Linked DNA regions of Sus scrofa: region 2 is linked to region 1. A link is a contact called in public Hi-C data. All regions are on one chromosome and are shown on one strand. The core of a region is the stretch at or near the end of the contact, and the rest is flanking DNA. Distances in the headings are between cores, read along the strand shown.

Region 1 (4,885 bases), core at 250-2,749:
GAACTGGCCCCAGCCAGGGCCTAGCATGGTTCAGGCCCTGCACCAATCTAGAACGCACCTGGGAAAATGTGAAGAACTGGGGACAAACTCTTTGGTACTTAGCATTGGTACCAATGCACCATTGCTGCATGGAGCAGAATTTCCTGATTCAGACTGCTGGGTGTTACAGAGCCCATTTTCTCCTTCTTCCTCTGGGTAACTGAGTACCCCTGTAGTAGGCTAAGTAATCTGCCCACCTCCGTATACCAGGTCCTCATCCCTGGAACCTCTAAATGTTATCTTATTTGAAAAAACGATCTCGCAGATGTAATTAAGGATCTTGATTACCTGGATGGGCCCTAAAAATGCAATCATGCATATGTTTCTGAGATAGGGAATGGTTTCACCCAGGCAGAAGAGAAGGGGCTGTGACCATGGAGGCAAGGATGGACTGACACGGCCACAAACCATGGAATGCCGGCAGCCATCAGGAACTGAAAGAGGCAGTGAAGGGATTCTCCTCTAAAGCTTCTGCAGGGAGTGCAGTCTCAACAACACCTTGATTTTGGCCAGTGATTCTGATTTCAGACTTCTGGCCCCCAGAACAGCAAGAGGATAAATTTCTCTTGTTTGAAGTCGACACATTTGTTACATAGCTGTAGGAAACTAACCCTCCCACCTAACTTCTAGCTGGACACACATTCGTATTAGATGGAGGCTACATTTCCCAGTTTCTCTGACAACTGGGACTGATAGCCATATGATGAGGTTGACCTAATGGGTAGAAGTGATGCGTGCAACTTCTGCCTCTTGCATTTCAAGCCCTCCCTGTTCTCTTTCATCCCTCCTGCAGGCCAGACTCCAACATGGTGCTGGTCAGCCAGCTGCAGCAAGAGGAGAGAACAGCTGCAGCAACAACCTCAGACACAGCAAAGGGAGCTGTGAGTAGAGGATGCATTCCTGGGTTCCTAGACCACCTCATGGAACTGTGGGGCCCTTCCTGTTTTGCAGTGTTGCATGAGAGGGGAATAAAATTCTGTATCATGGAAGCCATGTTATGTTAGAGCTCTTTGTCACAGCAGCTATACCCAACTATACCCTGAATAAAACCCTGGGCTTCTGTCTTGTTCTGATAACCTCAGCCTCTATCCACCCATAAATCCTCCCTAAAGCCTATGCCCAGGTGCTGGCCCCTGCTGACCTACTTCCCTAGATTTCTGAATATCATCATCTCCGGGATTATCAATTGTCATACTTTGCCTGTCTGTTGTGACACCTCCACTGTTGTGCATGGAGCTGCCCCTTTCAAACATCTTGCTGGCACTATACCCTCCAGGTGCTAAGTTCTCCCTCACTGATCCTTTGGCTGGCTGTGTCTCCCTGGCTTCTCTCCACTGCAGGAGGAAAATTTGCTTCTAAGTCTTGACTCCTCTTGTCTTTCCTGTCCTATAGCAATGAACAAAGCCACGCCTGGCTATGTCCTAAGATATGTGGGGAAAGGGTTGCCAGGCTCCTGACAGGAAACACACAATATGAGCACTAAGTGTCCCTTAAGTGACACTTCCCTAAATAGCCCTGAAGCTGACTGGAGTGTTTGCAGTGTCAAAGCAGCAAATGACACGAGTTCCCTGATGGTTTTGTGGTTAGGATTTGGCACTGCCAGTGCTATATCCTGGGGTTCAATCTCTGACCTGAAAACTGTGATTCCACATCAAGCTGCTGCACGATGCCATCAAAACAAAACACAAAACAAAACAAAACAGCGATGACTACATGGGGCATCTGGTAATAGAGATATAGTTCACTGTTGATGACTTACACTTATGTTTGTTTTCCTTTACACGACTTTCCGGTGGATAATGTCCCATCAGATACCGAGGTTGGCCTGAGAATGTGTACTGCTTCAGGAACACAAATTTCAAATTTGGAATGTTCATGGGTCTGACTTCAGGTAAAGAATCACCTGGGCTCCTGGTGAGAAATATATTTGATTTCCTCTGTGCTGTGAATCAGGGAGCTACTATTTACTTATGCAGAATATTAAGATAAAGTCATTAAAGCCCCATTCCCAGTAATTGTGTCAGAAATTGCATTCCCTGGCCTAGCAATTAGTTTTATACAAAGCATGAAGATATTTGAGTTAATAATGTTGAGTTTTATGATCTAATCAATATTTTGGTTGCTACGGCTGCTTTGTTTCTGTAAATTTTGGATACATGCTTGTGGGGTATACAAATACTTAGCTAGCCATTGAAGCATCAGTTAATGAAATCATTTCCTCTGTTCTTTCATGTAAGGTACTGTGTTAGCAGTGTACTAGTAAGAGGTGTTTAGGTTAGCTATTATAAATTGGGAAACTAAATTGCTGCTGTGTGGTGTGATTTATTATTTTGTCCATTTGCATATCCACACTGCAAATATTTCTTTTAGATGCATCTCCTTCAAATAGATCTTGAACAGCCTAGTCACTTGCTTCAAACTATTTTGACCTGATTTAAACTTTACAGCCAGGCAGCTCTGACCATCTTAAGATTTGTAATATTTTATGTGTGTGTGGTGTGTATGTGTATGTTTGTTAATATCACAGATATAGTAGGAGTCACAACCAGGACTGATTACTAAGCCCTTCCTTTTAGAATGTGATAACTTTATTTTTTAAATTTTTATTATTATTGCTTTTTTAGGGCTGCCCCTGCAGCATGTGGAGGTTCCCAGGCTAGGGGTCTAATCGGAGCTATAGCCACCCGCCTACGCCAGAGCCACAGCAACGCCAGATCCAAGCCATGTCTGCGATCTACACCACAGCTCACAGCAACGCCGGATCCCCAACCCACTGAGCCAGGCCAGGGATCGAACCCGAAACCTCATGGTTCCTAGTTGGATTCGTTTGTCAACCACTGCACCATGACGGGAACTCCAGAATGTGCTAACTTTAAAAAAAGAAAAACCCACATACGTTTTTCTAATGTGTGATTGCTTGGTTCTGGCATTTGTAAAACAATCAATATGACAAGCAGAAAGTTTCAATGGTCTTTACTTTTTTAAAAGGGATTTGTTTTTGTTTTTGTTTTTTTTTAGATCATCAGGGCCAATGAATATGAACTGGGTATTAAGTTATATTAAGAAAATATTTTAGGAGTTGCTGTGGCTCTGGTGTAGGCCAGCAGCTCCAGCTCCAGTTAGACCCCTAGCCTGGGAACCTCCATATGCCATGGGAGCGGCCCAAGAAATGGCAAAAAAACGACAAAAAAAAAAAAAAAAAAAAAAAAGGAAAATATTTTAAATTTGTTAGGCGTGATAATGACACTTTATGTAAGAAAATCTCCCCCCTTTTTTGGAGATGCACACTTTAGTAGAACTTAAGGATAGAATAGCATGGCATCTGGAATTTCCTTTAGAATACCACAGCAAAAACAAAAACAAAAACAAAAAACAAACAAACAAAAAATAACCACAGCAAAATCACAACATTGTAAACCAACTCTATTTCTATAAAATTTTTAAAAATGGAAATAAAGTAAAATACTTCAGAAAAAAAAGGGGGGGGAGTTCCCATTGTGGCGCAACAGGATTGGCAGCATCTGGGGAGTGCTGGGATGCTGGTTCGATCCCCAGCCTGGCACAGTGGGTTAAGGATCCGGCATTGCCAAAGTTGTGGCTTAGGCTGCAACTTTAGCTCAGATCTGACCCCTGGCCTGGGAACTCCATATGATGCAGGGCAGGCAAAAAAAAAAAAAAAAAAAAAGGGCAGGGGAGAGGAGGAATGAGCAAAGATGAAACAGATAGGAGAAATACTGATAGTTTATTGAAGCTGGGTGATGAGTAGGTAAATGTTTTTATAGTCCCTACTTTTATTTACTTTCAATAATTTTTTATAATGTAATGTTTTAAAAAGGTTCTGTGGTCAAATAAGTTTGAGAATTCTAGTTTTAATAGGATTAAATTAAGCAACTTTCTCTTAAGAACTTTACACATTAGTGTGTATGTAAATCTTTTGTTTTTCTTTGCCAAACATCTCAAAGATTGATGTTCAGCCAAGTATACTAGCATACTTTAAGAAATATTGGCCTAGGGAGTTCCCTTCATGTCTCAGCAGTAACGAGCCTGACTAGGATCCCTGAGGATACGGGTTCAATCCCTGGCCTCCCTCAGTGGGTTAAGGATCTGACGTTGCCGTGAGCTATGGTATACGTCACAGATGAAGCTCAGATCCGCTTTTGCTGTGGCTGTGGCATAGGCTGGCAACTACAGACTCCTATTGGACCCCTCGCTGGGAACTGCCATATGCTGTGGGTGCCCCAAAAAAGATAAAAGAAGAAGAAGTATTGGCCTAGGAGTTCCCTGGTGGCCTAGTGTGTTAAGGATCTGGTGTTGTCAATGATGTTGTTTAGGTCACTGCTGTGGCATGAGTTTGATGCCTCACCTGGGAACTTCTGCATGTCTCGGGTGCAGCCAAAAAAGAAAGAAAGAGAGGAAGGAAGGGAGGAAGGAAGAAAGAAAAGAAATGAAGGAGGGAGAGAGGAGGGAAGGAAGGAAAAAGGAAGGAAGGCGAGAAAGACTGGCCTAAATTCTACATAACCACCAGCTTGGATTGATTTGCCTGCACTGACCACCTTTAGACTTTGATCATTCTGCCCTAGGCAGCTGATTGCTGGGGTGGAGTTTTAGGAACGGTAGATGGGGGTGAGGTTTAGACCTTGGCTCAGCCACTTAGTGGCTCTCTAATTTAAGCCACGTCGTTTAACCTCTTTGGCCCTCAGTTTCTTTATCTGAAAAATGGGGAATGGGGATAATCATAATACCTATCTTATAGAACTGCTATGGAATAAATTAGATAATGCCTGTAAAGCATTTCATGCCCTGTCCAGAACAGGGTAAGTCCTCAATAAATCCGAGTTATTATTGT
Region 2 (5,087 bases), core at 448-2,947, 150 kb before region 1:
TAATTAATGAGTCAACAGAACTTTACCCATTTAGTCAAAAACAATAAAAGTAATCAGGAGTTCCCGTTGTGGCGCAGTGGTTAACGAATCCGACTAGGAACCATGAGGTTGCGGGTTCGGTCCCTGCCCTTGCTCAGTGGGTTAAGGATCCGGCGTTGCCGTGAGCTGTGGTGTAGGTTGCAGACGCAGCTCGGATCCCGCATTGCTGTGGCTCTGGCGTAGGCCGGTGGCTACAGCTCCGATTGGACCCCTAGCCTGGGAACCTCCATATGCTGCGGGAGCGGCCCAAGAAATAGCAACAACAACAACAACAACAACAAATAAATAAATGAATAAATAAAAAAAATAAAAAAAAGTAATCAGAGTACCACACTGACTGTAATAAATATTTATTTTTTTAAGGAAACTACCTTTCCGTATTTCAGTGATCTTCAGGGACCTTTAAGGAAACCCTGCATCTCCTCTACCCCGCTGCCACCCTGGAACATTCCATTCATCCTATCTTTAGGGGCTTCAGAAGCAAGACAGCAGGTGCCACTAGAAGAATCCACATTTTGACTTTTTTCACCAACTACCGTTAGATCGCTAACAACCATCATCAGGTAAAATCTCTTTTATTTTGTATTTCTGGACATTATACAAATATTTTTAAAAGCAGTCTGTTTAAAAAACTGTTCAGGAAAGACTATTGATTGCAATGGTGGTGACACGCAGAGAGGCGGTGGCAAAAATTTCTTCATCAGCTACAGACTAAGGTGCTCAAATTCCTCTGCCAGATCAGTTTGCTATGACAGCAGGGAAAACACAGACGTATACATGTACATGGAAGTTCCCTCCTTTAAAAAGGAAAGAAATCTGAAAAGCAAATCTGTATCATGTATTATTGTAAAATGGGATAAACCACCAAGGGAGGATCAGATTAAAACAGTTGCCAACTCGTTATCTCATTGGTGTGGCTAGAATTTTATGCAAACCTGTTCTGGTGTAGAGATGACCTTGGGACTTTCAGATTCTCTGAGTTTAACTCAACACTTCTAATCCCCAGGGTGGGGTACTCCAGCAGGCCTGCTTGAAGCCCAGAAGCCGAGGCTGGCGTGGAATGATAAGCAGTCGGCCAGGAGAGCAGAGCAAGGGGCTAAAGGTTGATCTGCAGCAAGTAACGCTTTGTTATTTAATTTTCTGACCATGGCCTGATCAAGGAAAACTTTTTACTTTGGTTCAACAGGTTCACACAGACCACTATAAACATGAGAGAGTGAGTGTGAGTGTGTGTGTGCTGAAGAGCCAGAATCCCTATCCCTTCACTATTCTACATGAAACTCCTTAGAAGCACAAAAACGCCTGGTTTACTAGCATCTTCTTTTTGGTTAACTGCCTGTGAAGGTTTTTAGAGGGAAAAAAGCTTAGAATGAGGTAACAACTCTGCAAAGCTACAGGTTTCTGCAAAGGGACAAAAAGATAGTAGTGCAGACGTGAATTAGTTCTAAGAACTGAGGTTTGCTGCTCCCTGGAGTTACTAGAGAAACAAAGCTGCCTTTGGGCACCTAAAACTAGTCAGACCTGCTATAGCAGTTGCACAGTCAGCTCCAGATCTGCCCTCCACTCTCCTCCCCCCTACCCCGGCCCCCACCCCACGCATCCGCATTGCTCACTCCACTCAGCCCCGGCTCTGCCCTGACGTCCCCTGTCCAGGGGCCAGGCCAGCTCCGGACACGCGGCATGCAAGTGTGAGGAGGAGGCCAGACGAGAGAGCAGATGCCGACTCCATTCTGAACTGAAAGCTGCAGCGGGTGCAGAATACAGCTTCTGTGCTCCCGGCTTGCTAAGATAGATACATCAAATTGTGGGGTTTGCTTCAGTGCATCCTGGCAGGGATTCCCAATTAAGTTCAGAGAAGGGACGGGAGAGCTTGAGAGGAGACGAACGAGGCTTTCCAGCTTTAGGAGTCCTCGGACCACAAAGAGAGCAGAATTTCCACAAGGGAGTTTTCACTGAAGGTGGGGCTTGTTTAAATGATAAGTATCTGTTTTGTCCCAAGAGGAATCATCTGTGAGCAAAGATATTGCCATGTTTTGCTTTTGAAAATTTTACCTGTATTTCAAAGAAAATTTTTAGACAGTCAAGCATGTCTGTCTCATGATCTTTAAGGAAAAAAACAAAACAAAACAAAAAAACAAGGCATCTATTTATTACCCAGAATAGGACTGTCGTCTTATTGGCCTGACATATGCCATTCACAGATTCATACAAAGAATGAACTGCCACAAAGTGCTCATGGAAAAAGACACTGCTCCACACAATGAGTGATGGGCGCTCCGGGGGACAGCACTGTTCACAGGGTTGCCCAGCATCTGCACAGAGGGCAGAAGTTTGCCTTTAATACCAACTGCACTGGCCACTGGGAGACAATAATTTTTTTTAAAAGACATGCCAACTTTGGCTGGTTGCTGGTTCCCTCAAGAACATTAAAACTAAAGGAAATATCCACACACTTCTTAAGCAGGAGTCCTCGCTTGTGGATTTCTGTCAATTGTTTAAGGAATCATTAATAACAGTCGGTAGGAAATATATGATCTGTGCATATGCCGTGACCACGGCATTTTCAGATGTTCATGTTATGCTGACCAGCATTGATTTATGCAAAGACCCACGAAGGTGGGTGTTACCCTTGTTTTGAGGCCATTTTTACTTAAAACTGGAGCTTGCCCTCTGGTGCCTGGAGCATACACCTGATCTCTGCACTCAGTAATCAGAGATCTCCCTCTTTCCTCCACCCCCTCCTTTGTCAAGAAACTACAGCAACTACAGCTATCTTCTATAAGATATGCTGTTACAGTAAATATGAAAGTTTTAAAAAATTCTACAAGTGAAAAAAAAAAATTCTACAAGTGAACTGAAGTTCATACTTCTAAGTACCGTATCTACCCATACATATTTTTACTTATGTTGTTAACACTGACAATGTTTTTTTATATATAAACAAAATAAAAATTAAAGCTTCATGGTTTTATACTGGTGTTCTTTAACAAGAATCCATAGCAAAAGAGGCCTCTAACAGTTTCTGCTATAGCTTTTGTCTTTCTTAATAGCTAAAGTGTAAAATATTTTGATCAAGGGCAAACTCTTGAGTATAATTTACTACTGCTATGTAAAGGTAGTATGCTTTTGATTTTTTACTTTTTTCTGTCAATTTAATTTTTGACAGAAAAAACAATCTTTAAGTATTTGTATATAGGTATATATGTATCTATCCTCAACCTCCCCTTATACTTTTAAAATCTGTATTGTGTGTGTGCACCTTTCTAAGTAGCGTTGTGACTTTTTTTCTGCCATTGGAGCACTGTTTAAAATAGCATATGCCAAAACTTATCAGCTGCTACACAAATTTGAGGATTTTTAAATATCAAAATAGGGAGTTCTCTTGTGGTGCAGCAGGGGTTAAGGATCCAGCATTGTCACTGCAGGGGCTTGGGTTCCTGCAGTGGCATGGGTTCAATCCCTGGCTTGAAAACTTTACATGCTGAGGGCACAGCCAAAAAAAAAAGTCACGCTTGGGAGTTCCCTGGTGGCCTAGTGATTAAGAACTCAGCACTGTCACTGCTGTGGCTCAGGTTGGATCCCTGGTCTGGGAACTTCTGCATGTTGTGGGCACAGCCAAAATAATAATAATAAATAAATAATTTTAAAAATCAAAATATATATTATTTAACTATGCTCATTATAATTCAGTGCATGGAGACTGGGTAAAATTTATATTTTGGCTTCTCAATTAAATAAAAAAGTTTTCAAGGGGACAATTCAGCAAACAGAGTCTAAAGGTTTCCTAAATCTGAATATCCCTCTCTGTTTTTTAAGGGAAATAGGCCCAAGTAGCTGTTACCTAAGAAGCTGTGATGCTCGCCCGACAATTAAACAGTTCCCTAGGACACTCTTCTCGTATACTTGGCTGGTATTATAAAATGTGAGTCTTCTACCTGTTGTAATCACTCAAAGAACAGAGCTGAAAAGGCCATCAAATCCATTTCATAAGATTTCTCACCTGAGAGCAACATTTTAATTAGGAGGAAGAGAAAAAAATAAAAATTATTTTAAAGGTTCCAAACTTGATGAACAACATAAACAACTTTACATGAACACATAATACCTCTAAGTAAATCCATCAAGCTAAAGGAAAACTTTCTAACATTCAACCACCACCCCATGAAGAAATTGATAAAATGAACAGGAAAGCGAGATCCATGAACAAGTTCTTCTTGCTGGTGCCAGAAGCTGGGATATTAGGGTGGGTATTTTCATCCTCAGAGCACACCCTACCACACTCAAATCAGAATAGACTGCTATAAAAAGGGGGAGGAGGGGGAGGGGCTCCTGGGATGAGATATGCCTTCTGGGTAGCTGAACAACTATCCCCCATCAGCAAAACAACCCAGAGGCTCTCAGGTGTGGACTGTCCTCCAGGGGTTGAGTGGAGCCAAGAGCCCACTTCACTCTTGTCAGAGACTAGTCCCTAATTATAAAAGGCTACTTTGAACACTTAAGGCCTCAGGGATCCTATTGGCTACCACAACCTCTAGGCTCTTTACACACATTATGGACATTTCTTAACATATATTGGGAAATCAAAAAGCGTATTTCATGAACAAAGCTTGAAAACATTTACTCTCTTCCTTAAGACCGAATGAGGCTACCCAACTTGATTCAAATTAAAACTAGTATCTCTGAAACGATGTCTCACCCTGCAGATTGCCCTTCCCCATTCAGTGCCCATAAAAACTGACTTTCCACGTCCTGAAACACCCTGAAACTACCCAGCTTGAAAGCTAAAAGTCATTCTAAGACAAATTATATCTACTCTTTGTGTGACACTTAAGGCTAAACACAGAACTCGCATCCCAATCTATTACTATTACTTGTGATAAAAGTAAGAAAACTCATGGCCAAAGTGGGGGGAAGAACAATTTATGATTATTTGTCGATGCAAGGGCCCTCTGACAGCACCCTGTCTTAATGGTACAAAGTCCAGGGCTTGGGACAGCTGGCTCCCCTCAGCCCCCCTCCCTTTCAGTCATAGGCGGTCACCACCAAGA

Evidence for each region. Hi-C and Micro-C count contacts between places; a contact is called where the count stands out from the background.
Region 2: a Hi-C map of liver shows a contact between it and region 1, with 4 times the contacts expected there. A contact is called at or near these places in 2 of 47 Hi-C or Micro-C datasets (embryonic fibroblasts and liver) and 2 of 2 datasets of targeted methods (alveolar macrophages and skeletal muscle).

What each region holds. Positions count from the first base shown.
Region 1 is chr3:77,145,950-77,150,834 of Sscrofa11.1, reverse strand. No RefSeq gene overlaps it. Among named protein-coding and RNA genes, the nearest start is that of SERTAD2, 44 kb to the left of the region's middle.
Region 2 is chr3:77,294,496-77,299,582 of Sscrofa11.1, reverse strand. All of the region lies in intron 1 of SERTAD2 (SERTA domain-containing protein 2), which reads right to left. Among named protein-coding and RNA genes, the nearest start is that of SERTAD2, 100 kb to the right of the region's middle.